Regions from separate parts of the Mus musculus genome. Here all the other regions are linked to region 2. Evidence: chromatin contacts called from public Hi-C and promoter capture Hi-C data. All regions are on one chromosome and are shown on one strand. The core of a region is the stretch at or near the end of the contact, and the rest is flanking DNA. Distances in the headings are between cores, read along the strand shown. Region 1 holds the start of Incenp (inner centromere protein). Region 2 holds the start of Snhg1 (small nucleolar RNA host gene 1). Region 3 holds the start of Fads3 (fatty acid desaturase 3). Region 4 overlaps Rtn3 (reticulon 3). Region 5 has its middle 6.8 kb from the start of Gm36913. Region 6 overlaps Gm36913 (a long non-coding RNA gene). Region 7 holds the start of Fth1 (ferritin heavy polypeptide 1).

What was found. Promoter capture Hi-C pulls out the DNA fragments that hold promoters and counts their contacts. Hi-C and Micro-C count contacts between places; a contact is called where the count stands out from the background.
Region 1: a contact with region 2 is called in a promoter capture Hi-C map of pre-B cells, with 6 times the contacts expected there. A contact is called at or near these places in 23 of 39 promoter capture datasets (the 3T3-L1 cell line, 3T3-L1-derived adipocytes, the C10 cell line and 15 more), 2 of 484 Hi-C or Micro-C datasets (B cells and myocytes) and 7 of 130 datasets of targeted methods (astrocytes, bone marrow-derived dendritic cells, bone marrow-derived macrophages and 4 more).
Region 3: a contact with region 2 is called in a promoter capture Hi-C map of 3T3-L1-derived adipocytes, with 3 times the contacts expected there. A contact is called at or near these places in 8 of 39 promoter capture datasets (the 3T3-L1 cell line, 3T3-L1-derived adipocytes, the HPC-7 cell line and 5 more) and 4 of 130 datasets of targeted methods (astrocytes, differentiating embryonic stem cells, pancreatic cancer cells and 1 more).
Region 4: a promoter capture Hi-C map of liver shows a contact between it and region 2, with 3 times the contacts expected there. A contact is called at or near these places in 8 of 39 promoter capture datasets (cranial neural crest, embryonic stem cells, frontonasal cranial neural crest and 4 more), 5 of 130 datasets of targeted methods (the 230-238 cell line, T-cell acute lymphoblastic leukemia, astrocytes and 1 more) and 1 of 9 other capture datasets (liver).
Region 5: a contact with region 2 is called in a promoter capture Hi-C map of 3T3-L1-derived adipocytes, with 4 times the contacts expected there. A contact is called at or near these places in 5 of 39 promoter capture datasets (the 3T3-L1 cell line, 3T3-L1-derived adipocytes, the C10 cell line and 2 more), 2 of 130 datasets of targeted methods (bone marrow-derived dendritic cells and pancreatic cancer cells) and 1 of 9 other capture datasets (adipose tissue).
Region 6: a promoter capture Hi-C map of neutrophils shows a contact between it and region 2, with 2.6 times the contacts expected there. A contact is called at or near these places in 7 of 39 promoter capture datasets (the 3T3-L1 cell line, the C10 cell line, cranial neural crest and 4 more), 3 of 130 datasets of targeted methods (bone marrow-derived dendritic cells, pancreatic cancer cells and pro-B cells) and 3 of 9 other capture datasets (adipose tissue, liver and macrophages).
Region 7: a Hi-C map of B cells shows a contact between it and region 2, with 7 read pairs. A contact is called at or near these places in 8 of 39 promoter capture datasets (the 3T3-L1 cell line, 3T3-L1-derived adipocytes, the C10 cell line and 6 more), 4 of 484 Hi-C or Micro-C datasets (B cells, CD4 T cells, CD8 T cells and 1 more), 4 of 130 datasets of targeted methods (astrocytes, fibro-adipogenic progenitors, pancreatic cancer cells and 1 more) and 3 of 9 other capture datasets (adipose tissue, liver and pancreatic islet).

The regions. Positions count from the first base shown.
Region 1 is chr19:9,898,222-9,900,921 of GRCm38.p6, forward strand. It overlaps Incenp (inner centromere protein), which reads right to left and starts at 1,268. Exons shown (of 19, transcript NM_001369356.1): 1 at 1,118-1,268. It overlaps Gm50340 (predicted gene, 50340), which reads left to right and starts at 1,457. Exons shown (of 3, transcript NR_168101.1): 1 at 1,457-1,799; 2 at 2,647-2,700.
Region 2 is chr19:8,722,196-8,724,895 of GRCm38.p6, forward strand. It overlaps Snhg1 (small nucleolar RNA host gene 1), which reads left to right and starts at 1,292. Exons shown (of 10, transcript NR_002896.3): 1 at 1,292-1,311; 2 at 1,946-1,994; 3 at 2,208-2,288; 4 at 2,477-2,526. LOC115489078 (a small nucleolar RNA gene) reads left to right here and starts at 1,798; the gene lies at 1,798-1,869. It overlaps LOC115489084 (a small nucleolar RNA gene), which reads left to right and starts at 2,056; the gene lies at 2,056-2,130. It overlaps LOC115489083 (a small nucleolar RNA gene), which reads left to right and starts at 2,337; the gene lies at 2,337-2,406. It also overlaps LOC115489082 and a transcript of Slc3a2 not described here.
Region 3 is chr19:10,040,193-10,042,892 of GRCm38.p6, forward strand. Fads3 (fatty acid desaturase 3) reads left to right here and starts at 1,356. Exons shown (of 12, transcript NM_021890.3): 1 at 1,356-1,764. The coding sequence starts at 1,540.
Region 4 is chr19:7,444,418-7,447,117 of GRCm38.p6, forward strand. All of the region lies in intron 3 of Rtn3 (reticulon 3), which reads right to left. Among named protein-coding and RNA genes, the nearest start is that of Mir6991, 23 kb to the left of the region's middle.
Region 5 is chr19:9,953,052-9,955,751 of GRCm38.p6, forward strand. No RefSeq gene overlaps it. Among named protein-coding and RNA genes, the nearest start is that of Gm36913, 6.8 kb to the left of the region's middle.
Region 6 is chr19:9,921,856-9,924,555 of GRCm38.p6, forward strand. It overlaps Gm36913 (a long non-coding RNA gene), which reads right to left. Exons shown (of 4, transcript XR_877719.2): 4 at 2,693-2,700. Among named protein-coding and RNA genes, the nearest start is that of Gm50340, 24 kb to the left of the region's middle.
Region 7 is chr19:9,981,317-9,984,016 of GRCm38.p6, forward strand. Fth1 (ferritin heavy polypeptide 1) reads left to right here and starts at 1,330. Exons shown (of 4, transcript NM_010239.2): 1 at 1,330-1,667. The coding sequence starts at 1,554.

The DNA of each region.
Region 1 (2,700 bases), core at 18-2,517, 1.2 Mb after region 2:
CCAGAAAACAGCCCTAGCCAAGTCCAAGGCCTCATCAGTTCAAGGCCAGCAAAGAGAAGAGAAAACTGCACAAGGACTCCAAAGACTTGCAGAGGAGCTATAAGAAAGTAACAAATGGGAAATTTTACAAAATGTCTGCTCATGCTACAATCGGAGTGAGCGCTTCTTTCACCAAGTCCAATACCACACTTCTTCTTCCATGGGGAAATGTGCTTTCTAGCAAGCCCTCGCTGAAAAGTTAGAAAAGGTGACTCTGAGGAAAGGAGGAGGTGTAACAAGAATCAGACTCCTGGGTAACTTCACCTTCAGTCCACGAAATAAACAAACCCTACCATGGGAGAAGGAAGGTCACTTCCTCTCCACAAATACTATTTCTGTGCCATTCAGCAGATTAGCAATTGCCATCTCCTCTGGGGGTGCAGGAAATGAACTAAGCATTTCTCCCCACACACACCCCTCCAAGCAGGAAGATCGATCGCTAAAACTGCTCTTCCACTCAAGAGTCCTACTCCATGCCAAGAAACCTCTCAATTCCTTTTTGCCACATACTCCAAGATACCCATGCACATACAAATCTAGGTCAAAGTCACCAAGAAAATCGGAGGGCGGAGCCTGGATTTAAAATGTTTTTTAACCACTAGCCACAGGCCTCCAGGACAATAGTTTCAAGCTCAGAATGACACAATCCCAACGCTTGGCAGCAGGAAGCTGGAGGGAACTGCGCCGCTGACAAGAGCCTACGCTTGCGGGGATGACAAAATAAGTAGCAGGGCGGTCTCCGGAGCTGGGTCAGTTTTTAAATGCTGCTCAGCTGGGACGAAGCTGAGCAGCCGTTGCCATAAAAAGACTCAAGTCCGGGTTTACAGAGCAGCCCAGGCTCTGCACAGGTGTTAGGCCCGGCGTGCGGGGAAGAGGACTGACCATTCTCGGATCCCAGGACTCAAGTGCAGGGCCTCGAAGTTCATCTCCAAGCCTAGAACCATTGGAAGTGATCCCCACACCCATAAGCAACCCATAGGCGAAAGTGACTCCCCTGGCCCATCCTGGGAAGCGAAGAGGCCGGGACCAGTGGCCGAACACCGCGACCCTGCGACTCCCGACGCCCGTTCTCACTCACCCGGCGGCGCCGCGTCTTCCCGGACCACTCCTTTTCCAGTCCGCGGCTTCCGCAGATTAAGCTTCCCGCCACGCCGGACCGGCTGGACTCCCAGTACCGCGAGCTCGCCGCAGGCGAGGACCTACCGGGCGAAGAGCGCGGGCGAATCTACGATTTTCAAAATTGTGGCTCAACCAATTCCCCTTAAGTTTGTCTGGGCGGTTACAAAACTCCAAACCAATCACGTAACAGGACGCACGAGTCCGCTTATCTGCTGGCTGTTAGTGCTGTCAATCTGTGGGACTAGGAGGCGGGGAGAAGAACGTTGACGCTTTTAACACGCCCCAACTTCCGGAAGCTGCGGCAATCTACCCGGCGAGGAAGTGGTTGCGACGAATTACAAGTCCCTGCGTGCACTGCGAAGGCAGGCTTGGTTGGGGAGGATGCCTATTTATCTTCGAGCCAGCCGCTTGGTTCGTTTCAAGTCCGGAATGCTTCTGCGTTCGGAATGACAGCTCTGCTACTTTGCAGTAGTAAAAAGAAACACATTGCAAATCTCACAGAGCCTTCCCTCCAAGAGCAGTCAGGCATATAGTTACAGAATGTTTCCTTAGACCTCCGATTGTCACCCGGAAGTGTTTGCTAAGTACCCTCCAGATTGGACGCCACATACAACGGAGAATTTTTCTGGCCACATATAAAGGTAAAGTCTTGAGTTGAAGGTGTGTCACCACCACCTGTAAAATAAAACACCTCCACCTTCTTTATAGAATCATTCTCAGTAGCCAAGAGGTGGGCGAAACTACAAATGTCCCTGGACAGATTAAACAGAGGGGTTTTATTTATTTTTAAATTGTTTTTCCTTTTATTGAAAATAGATTTCTTTACTCACATACTATATCCTGATACAGTTCCCCTCCCTCTGCTCCTCCCAGTTCTAACCTCCCCTTCCATCTGTATCCACTCCCTTTCAAAACAGACTTCTAAGGGATAATAATAAACTAAGATGTAAAACATAAGATAATACAAAACCTATCATATCTGAATTGGATGAAACAAAGAAAAAAAGCCCCAAGAGAAGGCACAAAGACCAGAGACCCACTTGTTCGAACACTCGGGAATTCCATAAAAGCACTGGAAGCCATAACATATATGCAAGAACCTGATGCAGAGCTGTGCAAACTCTGTCTGGCTGTGAGTCTCTGTATTTGTTCCTATCTGCTTCAGGAGGAAGCTTCTCTGATGATGGCTGAGCAAGGCAATGATCTGAGTGTAGCAGAATGTCAATCACTAGGAGTCATTTTATTGCTATGTTCCTTTAGTAGAACAGTAGTATTTAGTTTAACCCTAGGTCCCTGAGCTATCTTGTCTCAGATTGTTGTTCACCCAAGCAGGATTCGATCTTGTGGAGTGGGCCTTAGGTCAAATCAGATATTGGTTGGTTACTGCCACAGGTTTGTGCCACTATTGCCCCAACATACCTTGCAGGCAGACACCATTGTAGGGTTTTGTTGATCCCACCTGTAATGGTTTGTATATTCTTGGTCTAGGGAGTGGCGCCATTTGGAGGTGTGACCTAGTTGGAGTAGGTGTGTCACTGTGGG
Region 2 (2,700 bases), core at 42-2,541:
CCTTGGAACTGGAACTGCAGATGGCTACTAGCTGGGAATTGAACCAGGGTCTTCTGCAAGTGCTGATTTTGAAATCAGGCTGCCTGGATTTATACCTTGGATCTGATACTGTTTATCTGGGTAACAGTCAGCAAATGACTTAACCTCTCTGGGACCCGAGCTTCTCACCCATAACTGTACCTTACCACCTTCCAACTTGGATTATTAAGTGAGGTCATGCAGAAGAGCAATTAGTATGAGAGTAATGATAATTGTTCGAAAGGCAAGCTTCTGCATATAGATGTTTGCTATATGCATATGACTATAATGCTACTGCACACTCTCAATAACCAGTCTATAGCTGCGACTTAGAAAACTGGTAAATTCTAATGATTGTTCCCCCCAGAGCTCTTTATATCTAAGACCACCCATGCATAAAATGAGGGTTATCCCTAACTTTTAGGAGTGTGGAATATTAACTCATATTGGGTGCTTTAAACGGTAAGCCCAGTTGTGTGGAGAATTGTCAGCCTCAGTAGTATAGCACTTATCTACACATGCACATAGCAGCAGCTTTAATCTATAGCACTGCTAAAAACAAAACATGCAACATGCTCCATAAATGACATCTAAATGCTGGCCCTACTTCATTCAATCCGGGCCAAGAACATGGCGAAAATAGACCAGGAAGCAAAACACAAAAATCGGTCTCCAGAATGACGTAGGGCTTCTAGTCCCGACTGGGTTTCCCTAAAAGGCTTCATGCAAGGAAGCGAAAATCCAACCGAGCTCAGCCCAGGGCCCAGTACCTGAGTCGCCCGCTGCGCTGACAACCTGGACATCAAGCCCCGTCTGCGCGCTGGGCGGCTGGCGGGGAACCGAGACACCGTCGGTGGAGTGTTCAGTAGGTTCAGGATCCATAGAGATGGATCAACACGCGGCTTAGCGTGAGTGAGGGTGAGAAATCGCCTCAACGTATGGATATTGGTAGTTGTGACCCAGACAGTCGAGCTGTATGGGTCGCGAACCAAAATCTCCAGCGATGACGTTTTACCCGCAGTGAGTAAGAACCGCCTAGCCGCAGCGCCAAAGGCGTAGCGTCGCACTCCCCTAAAGCGCCTGCGCCTCTTTTTCGCGCTGCAAAATCAGAGGCGGAGCTCTCCGCACGCCCCTTTGGGCGGATTCCTCTACCCACAATTCCTCCGGCTCGCACACCGCTTACCTTAGCGCCTGCGTGAGTCCTAGTCCCACCTCCAAATCCCGTGGGCCTTTGCGAGATGCTATTTATAGGCCACACGTTGTTCTTGTCGGCCTCATTTTTCCTTGTTCGGGGTAAGTACTCTACGTCTTTATGTGCTGTAGTTTTCACTTTGTTTTTTTCTTGTCTTTCTCTTTTTTTTTTTTTTTTTGGTTTTTCGAGACAGGGTTTCTCTGTATAGTCCTGGCTGTCCTGCTGAAACTCACTTTATAGACCAGGGTGGCCTCGAACTAAAATCCGCCTGCCTCTGCCACCCGAGTGCTGCGATTAAAGTCGTGCGCCACCACGCCTGGCTCTTGTCTTTCTCTTAATCAGCTTTCCTATAACTGCGGCTGGCTTTTATCACAAACACCTATCTGTCACTGTTGTGAACCGCCGCCTGTATTTTCTTACGTAATGTTTATTTCTGGTGATTTAAAAGACCCTCGTGGGCAGCGTTAATAAATGTGGACTTTGGTAATCTGTTCCGTAGTCTTAGCGGGGAGACCATGTTAGGGCATTCAAGACCTAAAGATGACAGGATTTTGTGAAGGACAAAATGGTGGCGGCAGTGCAAGGCCACCCCCTATGATGAGGACCTTTTCACAGACCTGTACTGATATATCTGTGAGGATAAGTAACTCTGAGGAGGCTGGCCCTACATCACAGCCTTCTCATCCTTTAGAGATTTCTTGGTGTAGAAGTAACCCGATGCTAACTTCTCTACAGGTTTGAGGTGCCACCTTACAAAAGGATGGGTGTACGCTCTCTTTTCAGAGTAAGTAGTGTTAATGGTTTTACCAGATTTTTTTGGTTGTTGAGTATAAGTTGTGTGTGTGCTACGGGGATGATATGAAAACTGAACTCTCTCTTTCTGATGGTTTAGTGGAGAAAACAAAAATTCTCTGAGTAGCACAATCTGTGGCAGGTATTTGGATTGTTTGGCATAAAGTCTTTTATTGAAGTTTGGGGTTTTTTTTTTCTGTTCTAGATGTGGTTCATCTCAAAGCCCTTTACACTTTGGAGCCAGGCCTGTTCAATTTTACAAATAACACGTTTTGCTTGTAGTCAGGTAGGTATTGATGGTTGGTGCTTCCTTAGGGAACATATTTAGATGGCCACTTAATGATGAACAATGTAAATGACAAGCATATGGCTGAGTTGCAATGATGTCATCTTACTACTGAAATGGGCTGAAGAAAGAAGGTGCTGAGGTGGCTGTGATTACATTTAAAAATGACATTGTTTCTCTGTTTCCAGGGTGCTGTGACAACATGAAGAGTTCGAGCTACCTCCCAGGATGAGTGCAGGTAATTGTCCAAGTAGAGCTTAGGGTTTCCCTAGGGAAAATAGTCAAGACAGACATTGAAGCAGCACAACACTTTTTTGCTGCTTACTATTTGTATTTCTAGAGGACACATTATGTTAAGGCCTTTGTTCTCTTAAAAACTCAACTGTCAGATGATTTGAAATGATGACACTGA
Region 3 (2,700 bases), core at 106-2,605, 1.3 Mb after region 2:
CAGTGTGTACGTAGGCTGCCCCTGATGTCACCTCTCCTCATCTCACAGGTCCCAGGTATCTAACCAACATTCTTTAGAGTATTGCTCGCCTCTGCTTTCCTCCTTGTCCTGTGTATTTAGGCCTGTAATAGTTGCATCTGGAGTGAATGCTTTCAGCCTTTTTTAGTCTTATTGTTCCCTAAACAATGCAGTGAACAATTATTTATAGAGCATTTACATCACATTAGACATTATTAAGAATTCAGAGCTGACTTAAAGTGTATGAGGGGATATGTGAAGGTTACATGCATATACTGGTTTTTTGTAGGCAAGAAACACAGGTTGGTTTTGTTATCCACAGGGGTGCCTTAGAGGTCAGGTCACCTACAAATCCTTAGGTAGACCAAGAGGAAATGTTTGCACATTGGAAAAAATACACTTTAAGGTTCTGAAAAGATTTGCTCCCAACAAACAGGTCTGCCTCACCTTTCTGCCCTGAGTCACACTAGGGTGGTGTGCGGGAGTCTGTTTTAACTAGCCCTCAAGGAAATTCTGATGGACCTTCAAGTTTGCCAGTTGTGAAAGCTTTTAACTTTTAAGGAACTGATGTCTGTCTCAAAGAAACATCGTACAATTGGGAACGTAGTTACACTCTCAAGAGGATTTGAATTTAATAAGTCAAAAATGTGACACCATGAATGGGGAGAACTGGGAGGTGGTGACAAGCAAGCCACCCATTGCAGACTGGACCATTCTTTCATCTCCTGAACGGCAGACCTCCACGCAGCAGTGTCCTCTGCTCCTCCTCCAGTGGCCAACCTGGGCATCCCCAATCCTGCGTACAGCCAGGAGGAGAGGCCATCTGCTCCTGCAGATTGCTTTAGATGGCTTCCTCGCGTGGATATTGAGGGTTTACTGGGGGATGAGGTCCATTGTTTGGTGGCTGTTGACAGTCACCCCAAGGTAGTGTCCTCATTTCTAGCTACCTGGGATGCCTGGTTAAAGACCGGTGACGTCCCTAACTACATTTCTCAGCCTTTCAGGGCTCAGACTTGGGCTCATTTCGGGCCCCTGCGGGTGTGCCTGGGCGCAGCGGCCTGCAGGACTCCCGTGCGCGCTGGGTCCCCATCCCCCGCCTTCTCAGTTGAGCCGAGAGTCCGAGAAACTGGGGGGGGGGGGGGGCAGTGCCCCGGGGGCAGTGCCGGGCGTGGTGGCCCCAGGCCCTCGAGGGTGGGGCAAGCCCCTTCGCGACACCGCCCTCCCCGGGCAGCCAATAGATGTGGAGGCGCCGCGCCTGGATTGGAGCGAGAGCGGGACTGGCCAGCGCGGGGGCCGGGACGAGGGGCGGGCGAGGCGAGCGCTGTCAGCGCGGTTATAAGGGAGGGAAAAGTTCCCTGCGCGGAGAGCCGGGCAGGCGCACGCTCTTACGGCGGCCGCAGCGGCAGGGCGGGGCCGGTGGGGCGGGCGGAGGAAGACCCCTGATTGCCACCTCGCCTCCCTCAGTGTCTCTCTTAGACCTTGGTCACGTACCGGGGTCCGGAGGACTTGTGTACAGCGGCAATGGGCGGTGTCGGGGAGCCCGGAGGGGGACCCGGGCCGCGGGAGGGGCCCGCACCGCTGGGGGCGCCCCTACCCATCTTCCGCTGGGAGCAGATCCGCCAGCATGACCTACCAGGCGACAAGTGGCTGGTCATCGAGCGCCGTGTCTACGACATCAGCCGCTGGGCACAGCGGCACCCAGGGGGTAGCCGCCTCATCGGCCACCACGGTGCGGAGGACGCCACGGTAAGCTAACCCACAGCCGGCGGGGTGGAGCCTGGCACTAGCGGTGGAGAGGGAGACGTTGTTCATAGGCTTGGCGTCTCATTCCACCTGCGGACCTTAGCATCCTTTTTGCTCTTTCTGACCTTTGACCCCTTCCCTGGCTCCAGAGTTGAGATGGAGCCTGAGGGAAGGAGGTCTCTTTCTTTCACGGAGGATGGGCTGTTTGGGTCAGTCTGTGGAATAAATAGATCTCAGGGAAGAATGGGCCCCCAGAGGTGGGTGTGCCGTGAGGGGCAGATTCTGCCCCAGGTAAGTACCCTCACTGTTGTACTGAGGGTTTCTTTTCTGCTCTGAGTGTCACAGACTATTTTCTGGTGCTTCCAAGAGCCTGGGGCAGGGCTGGGTCCCTAGCGATAGGGACGTGCCATCAGAAACTGGGGGCTGGGCAGCAGAGCTTGGGCAGGGCCTGGAGGTCTGTGGCTTATCCAGCACTTGTGTAGACTGTTCTGAGGGCCAGTGACTCACCTCTGCTGGGCTGGCAGCTACACGTGGGAAGACTTTGCCAGGCTGGGTGGGCCTCCACGGGAAGCACAGTCACCCCAGTCACCGACTAGCCCCTGGGGACTCTGGCTTCCCATTCTCAGTCCGTGTCTAGACAAGAAGGGATGGAACTGGCCTGAAGGACTATCTGGCTAGAGCCCAGTGGTGAAGCAATTTCCCAGACCCTTCCTCCTTCAGTCCCACTCCATGGACAAAGGTTGAGGCCATGGTGCTCTGCCCTCGACTATCCAAAATTGTAGGTTAGTCACATTGGGTACCCGGAAGGTCTTTAAGACTGGAGGGAATGATTCTCTAGTGGAAGAACTTGGTGGCAGCAGAGGAGGTTCTCTGTGTCCCAGGACTGTCATTGTCCCTCTCCTCCCGGATTCACTCCAGGCAACTGAGAGGGATAAGAAT
Region 4 (2,700 bases), core at 199-2,698, 1.3 Mb before region 2:
ACCCTTTCCTTGCCAAACTGCTCTGGTCATGGTGTTTCATCACAGCAATACTAACCTCAACTAAGACAGTGGGCATCTGGGTAATGAACAGATACTCCCCTCTGTTTTATTGCCCCCAGCATAGCATAGCTGATAATCATTTCAGGTTAACCAACCACCTATATTTTATTCCCTCAGGCAATGCTAGGGATGGAAACCAAAGGCCCCAAGAGTGAGTACTATATCACTGAGCTACACACCTACACTATTTGGTTTGTTTGATTGTTTTTGAGACAGGGGCTCACTCTGTCTCAAAGGCTGGACTCAAGCTCACTGTATTGCTCCTGCCTCAACGCTAAATGCCATCATGTCCAACTTCTACATTAAACAAAAAAGTGCTAATAGGCTGGAATTGGCTCAGCTGTTAAAAGCATGTGTTCCTGCACAGGACTGAGGATCAATTCCCAGCACCCATATGGCAGCTTACAACTGTCAGTTAACTCGAGTTCCCCAATGCCCAACTCTAACTTTAAAGTGCACCAGGCATGCACATGGTACACACACATATGTGCAAGCAAAAGACTCAAACACATAAAATAGTATATCTAAAACAATGTGCTTAAATACATATACCATAAAGCAACATGGGCTATTTTTAAAGAGTAGTTCAGTAGCATTTAATTACATGCACATTAGCCAGGTGGGGTGGCACATACATACCTTTAATCCCAGCACTCCAGAGGCAGAGTTCTCTGTGAGTTAGAGGCCAGCCTATCTACAGAGTGAGTTCCAGGACAGTTGAGGCTACAAAAAAGAAACCCTCCCTGCTTTGAACCCCACCCCCCCCACCTCCAAAGTACAAACACATTGATGTTATCCACTGATGTTGCACTGTATCCTTCTGCTCACTCCAGTGTTTAAACAAGCATGTCAAAATAAACAGTGGTTATCAGGACATCTACTTCAGCTTGAGAACCAGGACTAAAATGGAGTATTCTTTTCACGTTTTTCTTTAAATGTAAAATTACAGCAAACTACATAAACATAGTCATTGGGTACATGTACAATATGTACATCTGTTCAATTTCGATCAAAGTGTACAAAAGACCACACTCCTGAAGGTGCACCTTTTTCATTATAGAGTTTGTATCTCGATCCCCCACACCTACTCCCAAAGGCCCATTCAGTTAAAGGCTGATTCCCAGAGAGGCAGTTTGGGAAGGTTTGGGTGTCTAGTGGAGGTCTTAGGTCATGGAGTATTGAGGGGGTCTGAGTTTCTTCCTTGTGTTTTGGCCATAAGGCTGACAGTTTTGCTTCAGCACGTTTGCCCTACTTTGGTGATGCCAAAGGTCCAAGAGCAACAAAGCCAACTATGAGCCTGGCAAGTTATTTCAGGCATCTGCTTCAGTAGTAGAAAGCTGACTAACCCAAAAGTCAGCAACTCAAAAGCAACCACTGCTGTCCCAGTTCTTTTGTTCTACAGTCACACAGATGTTCTACAGTCACACAGATGTTCTACAGTCACATAGACATAACTGACACAGTACAAATTATTTTATGCTGGTTCTCACTGAGCATAATATATGAGATTTATATTGATGCAAGCACCAAAACAAAAACAAAACAAAAAATCCAACCTAGCTATGTCCAGCTGGAGAGATGGCTCAGCAGATAAGATCACTTGATCCCTGGTATCCACAAGGTAGGAGGAGAAAACTGACTCCTGTAAGTTGTCCTTGTGATCTATACACAAACATAGCTATGTCAAGGAATGTTTATTCCCTTATTGTTTCAACTTTAGGACATTATTAGTAAAACTACCATATATATATATGTGTGTGTGTATATATGTATGTATATGGAGTTTTTACTCCTCTATAGTGGAGTTGCTAGGCTGTAGGACAAATGGGTATTGTTTTTCAAGAATCTGTCCAGCTTTCCTCATTTATACTCTCAGCCACAGTCCATGAGACTCTCGCTGTCACTCCCCCTTCACTAGGAACTGTATTTAGCTTGAGCCATTAGAATGAATGGATAGTGGTAACTATTTAAACTGTGTGAGATTCAGTATTGGACAGATTTACACTGTATTACTGTTGTTTGTGTAAAATCTTCTGGTAAATGTAGAGGAGTGGGTCTGATGCTTTGATTTAATTGGGAATCTGTGTTTACTGATGCTGGAGGTCCTTGCCCACAATTGGGTTTTGATCTATCAATAAAGATGCCAGTGGCCAATGGCTGAGTGGAAAGAAAGAGGCAGGAATTCCAGGTTCCCGCAGGCTAGGAGGAGGAGGAGAATTTAGGGGAAGAGAGACAGACTCAGAGCTGTAGGGGAGATCTTCCAAAACGTAGGCGGAAAAGAAAAGAGGTCCAGGGAAGGAAGCTTGAAAGTGTCTTGGGCAGCAAGACCTATGGGCTTCACAGAAGGTAACTGGGCAACTAAGTTGAGGGCAGATTTAGAAATATTGAGCTAGGAGTAAAAGGTAAGGGCTTGAAGGAAGGGCTGGAAGGCTTTGAAGAGCCCAGCCACAGACCCTATAATAAGGCAGCTTAAAAATGAGCTAATGTGTGTGAGTCTTTCATCTGTGGAACTGAGATAGCTCCTGGGCAGGTGTGCGCCTGCGACCAGCTGGGAGCACAAAGTGGGATAGCCAAAAACTAGCCATTAACAGGGAAGTATAATTAGTTTGTTTAGTCCAATTTCTGATAGTCCAATAAATA
Region 5 (2,700 bases), core at 195-2,694, 1.2 Mb after region 2:
CAGTCCCTGGAGGTTGCCATCAGCGGAGACAGAAGTCACCTGGGTGAGGATAGTGTGAACAGGTGGAAGGTGTCACAGTTCTGTCCTTAGACTAGGGGCCTGGTCTGAACAGGAGGGGAGATGAAGCGTCAAGAGTCAACATGTCTTGCTGTCTGCATGGCCCAGAGGTGTGGGGTCCCAGCTGCATGTGAAGTCTGTTATGCCCCTCATGACAGTCTATGGCCTCTTAAACCACAAGCTGAGTAACTGTCCTTTTCTCAGGTTGCTTTTGCCATAGCAACAAGAAAGGTTAAAAAATAGAGCTGATAGTTTATGCGTGTTCTCCAGACTCTAGAGTCTTGAGAGGTCTGTGTTCAAGCCCTATGCTCATTTTTCGATTGAGTTTTCATTGTTGAGGGTTTTTTTTTTCCATTTTTTATTAGGTATTTAGCTCATTTACATTTCCAATGCTATACCAAAAGTCCCCCATACCCACCCACCCCCACTCCCCTACCCACCCACTCCCCCTTTTTGGCCCTGGCGTTCCCCTGTTCTGGGGCATATAAAGTTTGCAAGTCCGATGGGCCTCTCTTTCCAGTGATGGCTGACTAGGCCATCTTTTGATACATATGCAGCTAGAGTCAAGAGCTCCGGGGTACTGGTTAGTTCATAATGTTGTTCCACCTATAGGGTTGCAGATCCCTTTAGCTCCTTGGGTACTTTCTCTAGCTCGTTGAGGGTTCTTTGTTTTTGTTTGCTTTGAGGTAAGATCTCACTAGGTAGTTTAGGCTGGCCTTGAACCACTTATGCAACCCACTCTGGCCTCAAACTTAGGATCCTTCTGCCCAGACCACCTCTTTGAAAAAAGTAGTTATGCCCATAGTGCAAATGGCTGCTCATTCAACCAACTGTCCAAGTCAAATAAACATTAAACGTAAATGTGTCTGTGGGGTGGGTAAGTGTGTTTGCATGTTAGTATGTGTATGATTGGCCTGGGACTCTCTACCTCTGCCACTCAAATGCTAGAATTAAAATTAAAGATAGGTGTCATTATGCCCAGCCCTCCACCTTACTTGTTTTATTTTTGAGACTGCATCTCTTGCTGAACCTGGATCATACCAACTAACTAGGCTGGCTGCCCAGAAAGTCCTAGTGATCCTCCTGTCTCTAGGGTGACATGTGCTACCACACCCAGCTTTTTATGTGAGATCTTAATCTAACTCAGCTCCTCATGCTAGCACGGCAAGTACATACTGACTCAGCCATCTCCCCACCCCTAAAAACTGACTCTTGAAAATTATCTGGAAGTTACTATCCCCAAAGGGGCTAGCAGCCCCATATCTTCTTGTCAGAGACCAATAAGCCATCCTAAAAACAAAATCTCTGCGCAGCACTGTATGGTTTAGGCAAGAGCAAAACCCTCTGCCCCGGGGCTGCCATTTGGTGTCTGAACCATTGCCCTGGGATCTTTCCGTACACTATGACCCACAGTGGGCAGCCAGCTGCCTGGGAGGAGTGCTGGCAGGCAGCTATCCCACTTCCTCTACACCCATCATGGGACAGAAAGAGCTGGGTCCTGTGGGCGGGAAGAATTTGAGAGGGAGGGGGAGATGGGCAGAGAGGGAGGCCCTTTTAGGGGCCTGAAAAACACTGAAAAAACACAGTCTTCTTCCAGCAGATTCGTTTGGAGGCACTGTTGAGCACCGGCCTTGGCCCTGATTCAGGGCTATTGCTCAATACTAACAGAGAACAGCAAGACAGCAAAGGCCACAGTTCTGCCGGGAAATTTTTTCTGTCTGTTTCTTTTCTCCTTTCCTTTATTCTACAACTACCCTAGCCCCCACACCCTTCTGTCCACGCCTGGGCATCGCTGGGATGACTCCTAAGGTAGCTAACAGCTACCTCAGAGAGAAGAGAAGAGGGAGCGGATGGGTCTCTCAGAGGCTGGAGAGCTGGAGCTTGTGAAGTGCAGGCAGAGATGACTACTGCTCTGCCTACCTGGTCTGTGTGTCCCTGCTGGTGAGGAAGTTGAAGTTTTGCTTCTTCTGGAAACCCCACTCACTTGGCCTCGGGCTGCTGTAATGTGTAGCCTTCCCTCCCTCTCCTGGGCAGTCTGTCACCAGCAGCAACCCCAGGGCTCTTCTCAGAGAACACCACTCTGGCAAACTCGAGATTCCTAGCTTCACAGCAGAAAAGAATTTCAGAACTAGACACTGTAAAGGACGGTTCAGGTTTATTAAAAGAGGTGTGTGTGTGTGTGTGTGTGTGTGTGTGTGTGTGTGTGTGTGTTTTGAAAGAGGGTTTCTCTGTGAAGCTCTGGCTGTCCTGGTCTCTGTAGTCCATGCTGGCCTTAAACTCAGAGATCTGTCTACCTCTGCCTCCCTAATACTGGGATTAAAGGTACTCATTGTTCCACCACTGCCTGGAGAGAGATTTTTTTAAAAATATGTTTTAAATACACAAGTGTTAAAAGAAAATGAGAAAAGCTAGAGAAGACACAGCAGAGAGCACAGGGTGGCTTATCTAAGAGACACAGCCTGCTGTCTTTACAATAGCCACGTATAGCATTTAGGTTGGTTCTAAATGTCTTCTCTTGAAAGGGTTTCTAAGAAAACCAAATGAACCCACAGGGTGGTCCTGAGGTGCACAGATAAGGTTCCAATGGATAAGGTAACATTCTAGATCCCAGATACAGGAAGACAAAATGTCTTCACTGTAAAC
Region 6 (2,700 bases), core at 111-2,610, 1.2 Mb after region 2:
AGATCAATTAAAAGAAAGATAAAAGGACTCTACGAGGGGTGACCCCATCTGACTTCTGGTAGAAAGAGACAGTCCTAGCAGTTTCCAATATTGAGGGAACCAAAATGGAAAGAGTTGGGAAAAAGGGAAGCCCCTCTAGCCAGAGCTCATAAATCCTAAATGTTATCCAAACAGGAAAAGGAGGGAGCAAAGCATGGGAAAAGATGGTTCCTAAAATCTGCTTTTTACAGATCCGAGATAGCCAGAGGGCTTGCGTGTCAAGAAGGTCCACGCCACATACCCTGAGTTAAAAGCTGCCCTGGCCTCTCCCAAAGCCACCTTTTGCCTCATTTACAGTAGAATTCCTCATTTCTCCTATCTAAAATTTGGGGGGTTTATACTAAAGATACTGTCACTTTCTTCAGAGACAGAGTCTTACTATATATAGCTCAGGCTGACCTTGAACTTGCTTGCTCTCCACCTTGGCTTCCAGAGTGCTGGGATTGCATGCACACCACACCATGCTCAAAGGTATTGTCGCTGATGTGAGAATGAGCAAGCAGGGCCTCTCTGGAGCCCAGTTCTGTTCAATGCCTGTAGGCTTGTTTCTGTGGCAGATATCCCACTTTTCTGGCATTTCTAGCACCCAGGAGGTTGCCATGGCAACTTAGATTTTCAAAGCTTCAGGACTTGCCAGCTCAGGGACGATCTGATACACATTGGTTTGGTTAAGTTAGGTTTGGCTTGTTTGTGGGGTTTTTTTGTTTTGTTTTGTTTGTTTTTTGTTTGTTTGTTTTGACACAGGGTCTCCTGCCTAGGCTGACCTCAACACCACCACACACACACACACACACCCCATGCAGCCAAGCATGATTTTGACCTTCTGCAAGATACCTAAAGCAGAAAATAAGAAGCAGAGAGCAAATGGGGGGGGGGGGGGCGGGGGCGGCTATAATCTCTCAAAGCCTGCCCTCCGTGACATGCTTTCTCTAGCAAGGCCACACCTTGTAAACCTTCCCAAACAATGCTATCAACTAGGGACCAAGTGTTCAAACTGCTGCATCTATGGGGCATTTGTCACTTTAATCACCAGAGACAGGACCCTGAAGTCACGTCCTCCTCACTGTTCACTGGTATTCCCAAGTCTTTGGTAAATTTGCTTACCTTTGAGATTAATCATATGGTCTTCATATAGCCAAAAAATTAGTATCTGAAACATTTCCCTTTCATCATATAAAAGAATACTTGCTTGGATATCTCAGTAATATATTATAGAATAAAAAAAGATTTCCTGTAGTAGCTGGGCAAGAGTGATTGTTAGATCTCAAACTTGGATAAACAGCTAACTGAAGTTCCTATTTAACATATCAAAGAGGACTGTGCCTGGGCTGGAGAGTTCAGGGTAGGGGGTGGGGTATGCCAGCCATACCCTGTAACAGGCAGGGACAGAGGGATGCTGGGAGAACCTGGTGGCCTTTAGTTCTGGGTTTGGGAATCTAACAAGTGAGCTGAAATTAGACTCTCTATTTCCACCCCTGTATCTTCTGTCTGGTTGTAACAAGGGGTATGCTTGGTAGTTTTTTTAGCAACACAGAGAACATGGTATGGCAGGAGAGTGGGGGGCTCTTTACAGAGATCTTTAACAGGGCTTACAAAGGAAGTAGTTACCAGAACTGTTTGCACTAACTTCAAACAGATGTTATCAACCTAAGTCCACAAGTTGCTTCTAATAGATATGTGATATTTGTTTTGTTTAAGGCTTCTTTCAACCTCTTGGCTGCTGTCAGCAAATGATTACCAAAACATAGACAGGGGAATGGAAGAGTACATATTCTCAGATTAAAGCCAGGGATTTAGTTTAGGATGAAAACGATGACTGCAGGGGACATCCAAGGCATAGTAACTTTGGTTACATTGTTCTCTTTAAGATAAGTTTACCCTGGCCAAGCAAACAGGAAGACCCCAGGTTGTCTACAGGGTCTGGGGAAAGTTCAGTCCCTTTGAAGGCAGCAGGGACTTTTAGAAAATGTATCATCATGCTTGGACCTACATAAGACAAGATTGTTAAAATACTAAAATATACTGTTTGGTATGAAGTATAATGTGGCAGTGGGCCGGGGTACCTGGTGGGCCCATGCCCAGGTGTCCTCTTGAGAAATCACACCATGTGACAGACCTGGTATAAAGAAAGTTTATTTGGAGAAGGAAAGGGAATGAGGGCCTGGAGAAGGATTAGAAGCAGACAGACTGGAACCGAGTGGGGGGTGGGGGGGGGGGGGACAGAGAAGGACAGAAAGAGAGAAAGAGAGGCCAGCTGGGAACGCGTAGGAAGGGTGGGGGGAGAGGCGGTATGTGCAAGCAGTCCTTTTTCCAGGCTGCCTGGTGCACCTAGGGGGGCAGGCAGGCCACTCACTGCTAAGTCCCTGGGAGGAGCCCAACTGAATCACCTGTAAGCCAACACTGTTAGTATTTCTATGAGATAGAAAGCCGGCTTTAAAATCTGGGTGTGGCTTGGCATGGAGGCACATGCCTTTAGTCCCCTGCACTCAGGAGGCAGAAGCAGATGGATCTCTGTAAGCGTGAGGCCAGCCTGGTCTGCCTAGCAATTTACAGGATAACGAGAGCTACCCAACGTGACCTTGTCTCAAATACATGAATGAATGAATGAATGAATGAATGAATGAATGAATGTAATTTTAAAGGAAAAGAGCATGGTCAATT
Region 7 (2,700 bases), core at 80-2,579, 1.3 Mb after region 2:
GCATCAGTCTCCTAGGGCCATCGTCCTGAAGTCTGACTCCAGGATATTTATCCAGAAGCATCCTGCAGCTAGATTACCACTGAAATCTTTCCTGAAAAGAACATATATAACGTGTAGTTTTAAAAGACTAAGTACTAGTAATGTATTTCAGTAGACGTACCTTAAAAGGGGGGAAGAGGGTTATAATCCCAGCTCTCTGACGAACCAGCCTGGCTTACACAGAGAGTCCCTGGCCAGTCTGGGTTACTGATCCAGTAACTTTGTCAATCTTGCTTCAAAACAATAACAACAAAATCGAAGTCCAACTTCCAGTTTTGAGAATATGAACAGCATCTGCTGGTTCTCCACCTGTGTTAAAGACTAGACAAGGCTGAGCACAAGTGGATGTGGATGGCAGGGCCTAGCAAGACGCAGTGGCTAATCTCTAGTTCTGCTTGCTATCCAAGAATTCGCACCCATTTTGAAGCTGGGCCACAGCTACAAGATAGACACAGTTGGCTTGTCCCTCTGCAGTTTCCTGCACCTGTCACCTGCCATTCTGCAAGCATCAACTTCACTCCAAGGACAAACCCAAAGGTTACTGAGAAAGATAAAGGAGACCATTTTGAAACAGACACACGTAGGTCACTTCTTTACTTTTCTAATCCAGAGACGTCTCTTAATTTCAAGCATCACCAGGGGCTTTCTCAGAAACCTAAATGGTTTGGCCCCAGGATTGCCCTATAGACAGACGGCTGTTGTCCTGCTCTAAGGAGAAATGCGCCTTCTTAGCCTTTGTTTTTTCAACTGTTCTCAGAGCCATGTTTGCCTTAGCAAAAAGCCGGGGTTGCTTGAGTCAGAAGAACAGGGTAGACCCTAACCTCCTCGCCAATAGTTCCCCTACTCCTCCTCTGAGCTTCTCTCCACAGATTCTGAAGGAGGGAAAGCCGCTCTTTCCCAGTCCAACTTATATGTCGTTCGCCATTTACAGCGCCACGCTTCCATTTTCCTATTTGTAAGACGAAGTCGCTGTCTGGTGTATGTCACGACTAACAACACGCACTTTGCCTAGAGTTTAGGGATATCCTGTGAGAATTGAAAATCATCCTCATCGGTACCCTCTGTGCCCATCTGGGACCCAGATGCCTCTGCAGTACGGCTAGATCCAACTACGCCCGCCCCGGGCCACAGAAACAGCGCGCTTGTTGCCAGGCACCGCTCTTGCAGAAGCTCAGAGCCCCTTGCGTCGCCTCACACTCACACAGGCTCCTCCCCGCCCGCGCCCTGCGGGTTTGGGCAACACGCCCACAGGAAGAGGCGGGGCGGCGCGGCCCGCTGCGCTGATTGGCCAGCGCTCGCCTGACGCAGGATCCCGCTATAAGTGCGGCCCGCTGTCCCCTCCTGCGCCAGACGTTCTCGCCCAGAGTCGCCGCGGTTTCCTGCTTCAACAGTGCTTGAACGGAACCCGGTGCTCGACCCCTCCGACCCCCGCCGGCCGCTTCGAGCCTGAGCCCTTTGCAACTTCGTCGTTCCGCCGCTCCAGCGTCGCCACCGCGCCTCGCCCCGCCGCCACCATGACCACCGCGTCTCCCTCGCAAGTGCGCCAGAACTACCACCAGGACGCGGAGGCTGCCATCAACCGCCAGATCAACCTGGAGTTGTATGCCTCCTACGTCTATCTGTCTATGGTGAGTGCGGCCTCCTCAGGGCCACTTGGGGAGCCGGCGGAGGGTGGGTCGGGGCGTGGCCTGCTGCGGGCTTCCCCGCCTTCCAGCGCCCTTCTGGAAAATGGAGTTTGTTCGGGGTTCTTTCCTAAGGCAGGCAGCCCTGCCGTGGCAAGTCTGAGCACATAGCACCTTGTGGCTCCTGCATAGATCAGGCATGTCATTACACCACTTTTTTTTGAAGCCTTAGGGCAGTACGACTGTCAGCCTGGCCAATCAACCCTGCAGTTAGGTGCATTTTCTGCACGCTCGTCCCCTCCGATCACGTGGCCTACAAGCTTCTCTGTTTGGTTATGCATCCTGCTCCAGTTCCTCCTGGAGTATGGCGGGTCTGCTTGGTCATGGTGTCGAGTGGCAGCCTTGGGGCCTGGTGTAAAGAGGCTTATCTCTTGTGAGCTTACTCTTGTCCCCTTCAAAGCAGCCGCCTCCACCTCTCTGCTTATCACAGAGCCTCACTTGCATTGAAACTTATCGCTAGGAATCTCCCCTTCTGTAGTTATCAGTGTCACCCCGACCTTGCATTTACAAGGCATCATGTTACTGTATTTTTCTTATTTTGCATGAGTGTGGCTTACTAACAAGTGGTAGGTACATACTTGTTGGGAAAAGCCTGCTATCAATTGCTGGACAAGGAAGTTTTCCATGTAATAGTTTCTGAAAAACAGGTTTGGGGAAGGCCTGGACTTTGAAACAGGTCCAACTTCTGTGGCTGTCATTCCTGGAATATGAATACACTGAGTGCTTAAAACTGAAAATCAAAGCTTCTCCTAATATATTTGTGCTAAAATGCAATGCCCTCAATTGTTAACAGGGCATGATGCATTAATTTTATAAATCAGTGGTTGTTTGTAGAGCTGGAAGCCTTGTGACCTTGTGTTAGCTACTTTTTACATGATTGGTGAAGGAGGAGAAAAATGGCCTCCCAATGCAGGATACTCTAGCACCCTACCTCTTAGACAAGTAGATTTGGGCTTGGCTTAAATTTTTTTCTCTGCAC